Regions from separate parts of the Mus musculus genome. Here region 2 is linked to region 1. A link is a contact called in public Hi-C data. All regions are on one chromosome and are shown on one strand. The core of a region is the stretch at or near the end of the contact, and the rest is flanking DNA. Distances in the headings are between cores, read along the strand shown.

Evidence for each region. Hi-C and Micro-C count contacts between places; a contact is called where the count stands out from the background.
Region 2: a contact with region 1 is called in a Hi-C map of liver, with 3 times the contacts expected there. The contact joins two enhancer-like sites. A contact is called at or near these places in 3 of 484 Hi-C or Micro-C datasets (bone marrow-derived macrophages, embryonic fibroblasts and liver).

The regions. Positions count from the first base shown.
Region 1 is chr19:58,372,002-58,374,701 of GRCm38.p6, forward strand. The region is part of intron 5 of Gfra1 (glial cell line derived neurotrophic factor family receptor alpha 1); the gene reads right to left. Among named protein-coding and RNA genes, the nearest start is that of Gm10007, 77 kb to the left of the region's middle. RefSeq lists an enhancer at 1-1,061. Within about 2 kb of position 1,285, at least 6 of the 459 cell types and tissues checked have an H3K27ac peak or open chromatin away from gene starts, as enhancers often do. A contact at or near this core is called in liver, where this site is marked.
Region 2 is chr19:58,553,809-58,556,508 of GRCm38.p6, forward strand. No RefSeq gene overlaps it. Among named protein-coding and RNA genes, the nearest start is that of Ccdc172, 43 kb to the left of the region's middle. Within about 2 kb of position 1,338, at least 3 of the 459 cell types and tissues checked have an H3K27ac peak or open chromatin away from gene starts, as enhancers often do. A contact at or near this core is called in liver, where this site is marked.

The DNA of each region.
Region 1 (2,700 bases), core at 35-2,534:
GGTGCAGACTTCTACATGGGTGTGAGGCTAGGCCAACACAACAAGGAAGGGCCAGCACAGCCAACCTGGTCAGCAGCTGTGGGTGCCGTAAAACTAAGGAAAGGGAATGCTTTGTATTGGCCTTAAAAGCTCGAAATAACTGATGCTGTTCCAGAAGAGTGGTGCAAAATACATTCTCTCTCTCTCTCTCTCTCTCTCTCTCTCTCTCTCTGTGTGTGTGTGTGTGTGTGTGTGTGTGTGTCCCTCAGTGGTCATGAGAAGGCATAGATAGATACCTGCCACCAGCCCCCCACACAGACAGAAAGCTGTTCATTGGCCAACCTGGTAAATCGTATCCGTAAGGTTCATTTTCAAAAGTTACTAAACTGGCTGGAAAGATGGAAGCTAAGGAGACTGGGAATTACAAAATGAAAACAGATTTCTTTTGATCGTTAAGGCATTTTAAAGTCAATTATGCTGTGGCAGTCATAACAGCTACTTGTGCACACAGCAGGGTTGGGAAAGCACAAAAGACCCCTGCCACCTCTGCACCCACACTAGGGGCTATTCACGTCTGGGTAGGAGAAGGCAAGAGAAAGAATACTTAAGACTTTGAGTTGTTGGGGTTTTATTTGTTTTTGGTTTTTGTTTTTTGTTGTTTTTTTTTTTTGCATTGATTCTTAAAACTCTATTAACATAATCTTTACCCTTCAAAGGAAAATAGAGCCAAGCCCATTTATAGGGGAGAGGTGGAAGCAACTTTCATAGCAGGGGCAACAGAGAGGATTTCATTAGGTTCCAAGTTCACGGAAATGTCACCCGGCCCTTTCCACATTGATCACATCTGTTTTGTATTTTCTTATGTAGCCAGCCAAGAAGGACTTGTCTCCTAAGAGACACAAATCCCATTTTTATTAAGAAAAGTCTGTGCCCAGTGACCTGAAGGACAGTGACAGTCAGGGTGGTACACACAGCCTCTAAGCCCACCCTGAGCCTGGGTACCAGCAGCTTTTAGGCCATCCTTCTCCCCTCCCCAACCCCATTTCCCTGGGCTGCCTCCTTCCAAAAGGCAAGTAGAGCCTCAATAACTCTATAATAAGAAGGCTTATTATAAAACCTTAAATGAGGAGCTCTAGCAAGACCAGAGAGTTCATAATAGCCTGCTGTCTCTCAACCCTCGGTCTAATGCAGAAAGTAGTTTCTAAATATTCCAGTGGACTCGTTTCCCTATTTACAAACTGGGTCTCTTAGGTAAATCAATGTTGCCTAAGTTGACAGATACATAAGAACAGAACACCTAAAAATAACCCTAAGAATCCTGGCCCAACAGACAGTCAAGCAAACAAAGCCATTTCCACCGAGTCATCCCAGACCCTGCCTGCTTTGCTGGATCTACAACACCTCCTCACTGCAAATGAGCCCACCAAAAACTTCCTTGCTTTTTAACATATCCTGAAGAACTCAAAAAGGCGCTTACAAATTTAATTAAATTTTATGGTATGGGTTTTGTCCATATGTAACTTAACTAAGCAACAGTTAGCTTGGTCAAGAATCCTGTTTCTAAAAATGCAACCTCTGGGCTGATGAGTACTAAGCCTACATCGGAGGGCTACAAGTATTTAATAAGTAAAATATAAACAAAACTTCTGCATGACTTTAATGCAAGGTTGTTGTTATTCCTGTTGTTGTTGTTGTTGCTGCTGCTGCTGTTTGCATGAGCAGCCTCCAGATTAGCCCACTGCAGAGCTGCTTGCTACAAGTCTGGTTCATTTCATCACCCACAGAAGGCCTCCTCACTCCCTATACAGACTGACAACCACTTCCAAAATTTCTCTTTTGTTATGGCTGCTGACCAAAAAGCCTGCCCAGAAAACACAGGAAAGCAGGCAGCCGGAAACGGAGTAAGAATCTGTCCCTGCTTCCTTCTTTACAAAGCAGGTGGTAAATATTTTCAGTTTGCCAGCCATACAGTCTTTGGTGGAAAGCATCCATCTTTGCTACTAAAGAAACAGCCACGAGCAATGGGGAATGGATGTGTTCCAATAAAACTTTATTTAGAAAGAGAACTGTCAGCCTGCAGGCCATAGCTTACCAGTTCCTACACAAGAATTCATGGTTTGGTTTGGTTTGCTTTGCTTTGCTGTTTTGCTTTGTTATTGTTTTTGTTTTTGTTTTATCCATGGCCAACCTTAGGAAAAAAAATGTTCCCTGTGTTGTGTTCTCTCCCATATTCCTGATGCTCTCTCTCCACTTTTAATTTTCTCATTCATTCATTTATAGCTCGTCCCTTTAGATTGGAGTTTCACTGCCAGGCTGAGTCACAACTGCTAATTCTGTGCCCTTGAAATAGACAGGTTTTTCTTTTCTGAGGAACATCTTCATAGAAGGCATACCGAGTGCTATGTTGGGAAGGCCGAGAGGAACCCACAGGAAGGCAGTCGGAAGGAACCCTGTCTGACTGTGTAGGTTCAAACTTGAAAACCACCTCAGCTAACTATGCCACCTTGATTTGCAGTTCTCTGGTGAGCCAGTGGGAACCTAAGAGACACCACAGTTAAGAGTACAAATGCAGAGGAGAACAGTGTGAGCAGTTTACCACCATCTCACAGAACACACGACCATCCTGGTGGCTCTTCAAGGGCATGTGCCAACACACAGAGTTCCAACCCACTATGCCTATTCTACTTTGTAGTCACAGCTTCCCTGGGTTTTAGGGCAACT
Region 2 (2,700 bases), core at 88-2,587, 180 kb after region 1:
TTGAAAAAAAAAATGGGAAACTTGCATTTATGGGCCAAGGCACTAGAATCTTAGGTCTGTGACTATTATATAATGTTAATGAGCTGAGAGTATCTAAGTACACACATCTTTCCACTCAGCCATTTGTGCACATGGCTGGGTCTAGAATGAAACTCTGGTGTGGACTGTGGGTGCCCTGTTGTGCACGCATACAGAATACCACCACTTATATGACTGTCATCTGCTAGCGTGCCGTATGGACCTGTAGGTAGAAATTTAGTGACAGCAGCAGGAACAGTGTGAGCTGAGCATGGGAGAAGGACTGAGACTTGGTGTTTCTACTATTTAAAATGAAAGAAATAACTCAAGATTTAAGCCACTGTTCACGTCATCAAAGGTATGATGTGCACTGTGTGGGAGAGCCACACAGTACTAACCATGTGACTGGCTGTGTTTACGGGACAGGTTCTGTGAAGAGGAGGAAACAGCAGGTAGCAGCCATGGGTTAAAACCGAGCTGTTCCCACTGGCTTGGGTCTTCAGTTGTTGCTTTCTTCTCCTTCCCCGTGTGTGTCAGTCATAAAACTCTTGGAAGGACAATGAACTGAAATTGTGTGCATATAAATACGTCACAGACTGAATTTAATTACTCTGGAAGTGAGACAGCGTCTATAGAGAGAGACAGTTTGTGAGCAAGTGAGTAGTACATAAATTCATTCAATTGGTTGTGCATTTAGTCATGAGCAGAGTGCCACTAACCCATGTGATCCCAACGCCACGCCTGCACAGCCTGCCATGCCGTCGTGGATCTTTAATGCCACCCTACTTCTTTTCAAAAAGCAATTTCTAATTTTTACCTCTATTGGAGACTATTAGAATGCATAGCTTGGTACATATTCTCTTGTTGACTAATGAAGCCACTTGGCTAGAGAAAAAATAGCAGTAAAATCATAGGATGTGGAGTAAACCCTAGTGGAGACTCCATCCTCTTCTTAGACCTTACTGTTGATAGGTGGGGCAATGCCAGACATGGCTGCCTCCCCAGTGGTTTGTTCAGAATAAATTGTTTTTGGTAAAAGATAAAGAGCATTTGCCTGCCTGCCTGCCTGCCTGCCTGCCTGCCTGCCTGCCTGCCTGCCTGCCTGGCTTTTCTTGGAACTTGTACAACTAGGATGAGATTTTAAAAGCCTAAAAGAAGGTTGGGGTTATTGCATTATAATCAATTAGGACCAGGAAACAGACTGAGGTGGGGTTGGTCCCTCCTGTGGAATGGGAGCTCTGCTGTGAATGACCCATGGAGTCTCTTACCAGATGGGCATGCTGGGTGCTTACAGATGGACAGACAGCACACACTGGCCCAGCCCCTTCTCAGCTTTGGCTGAGGACAAAGTCCTTTTCTATTTTGCAGTGATCAATCATAACTAACTACGTCACACTGTGATGAACAATTTGTTTATTTGCAGTCCAGAAACCATGATTGCAGTTCAGGAGCGTGATCAGCAATGAAGGAGACACTTGGGGGGGTTGAGGGGGGAGGCAAGGAGGGTAAGATGCTCTGTCTTAAATGTCTATTGTGGTATAAATTTGAACTGTGACATTGGTCAGCACCTAGCGAACCTTCAGCACTCAGAGTTGGTCTATTTTAGGTGGGCTTCCATGCTTGCTTGTTCTGCCTCTCTTCTGTCTTTGTCATTTGAAAAAAAAAAATGTAAGTTCGACTCTCAGAATCCAGTTCAGAACATTTCCTGTCAAGGGCATTTTTTTTTTTTTTCAGGATGTGAACTAAAAGTGAAAAATATCTCATGTCATTAGCCTGGAGCAGGGATTAAGTTGTAGAGGTGTGTGCCCCTTTTATCTTAATACAACAGGTTTTGTTTTATTTTATTTTATTTTTAATGTAAGAATGAAGCAGAGTTATCTCTGAAAACATTTGAGGTAGGAATGCAGAGTTAGCTGACTTTGTACTTTGTAAATATTGTATTTTAAAGTTACATGGCCTGTTTTGGCTTCATCTAAGAGTCAAATGATCGTACTGGAGATTCAGCTTCATTTTCTTATTAATTCACTCAGGATATGAGATAAATAATACTGACACGACACTGACTAATAATCCATGAAGGATGTTGTATTAGGCCCCCTCCCCCATACAGGAGAAGGAAGATTTACTATTGGTTGTTGGTGGAGGCTCCTGTTTATTAAACATGAGGACAACCTGCACAAGGTAGCGCGTGTTAGGAGAGCTGGCTTTCTTTGACTGGAAGAAGAAGGAACACACAGCAAAGACAGGCTGGCCTGGTTGTGGAGTGTGCTCCCAGCTGCTGCCATGGGAAGTACCGAGCTGTTGGAATTGAGTGCTTATTTAAACAACTGCTTCTAATACATAGCAAATTTATCTTTAAAAAGCCTTTATAAAATCAACAGCACCAGAATTCAGATGTTGGGGAAAATAAAGAGCAAGTGAAATGTGAAATTAATAGCGATGACTGACATAGAGCCATTCTCAGGCACAGGAAGCAGGAGAAATGCTTTTGTTTTTCTCTTTACAGCCAGAAGAGCTCCACTCCTCTCATAATTCTAAGTTCATTATTTTCATACTTGTAATAAATTGCCATCCTAATTAGTTGGTAAATAAAGTCTTGTTCAAATAAAACCCTCTTAATCTCCATCTAATAGATGCAAATACAACACTAATGAGTACTTCTGGATCCAGCTTTGTGGTTGC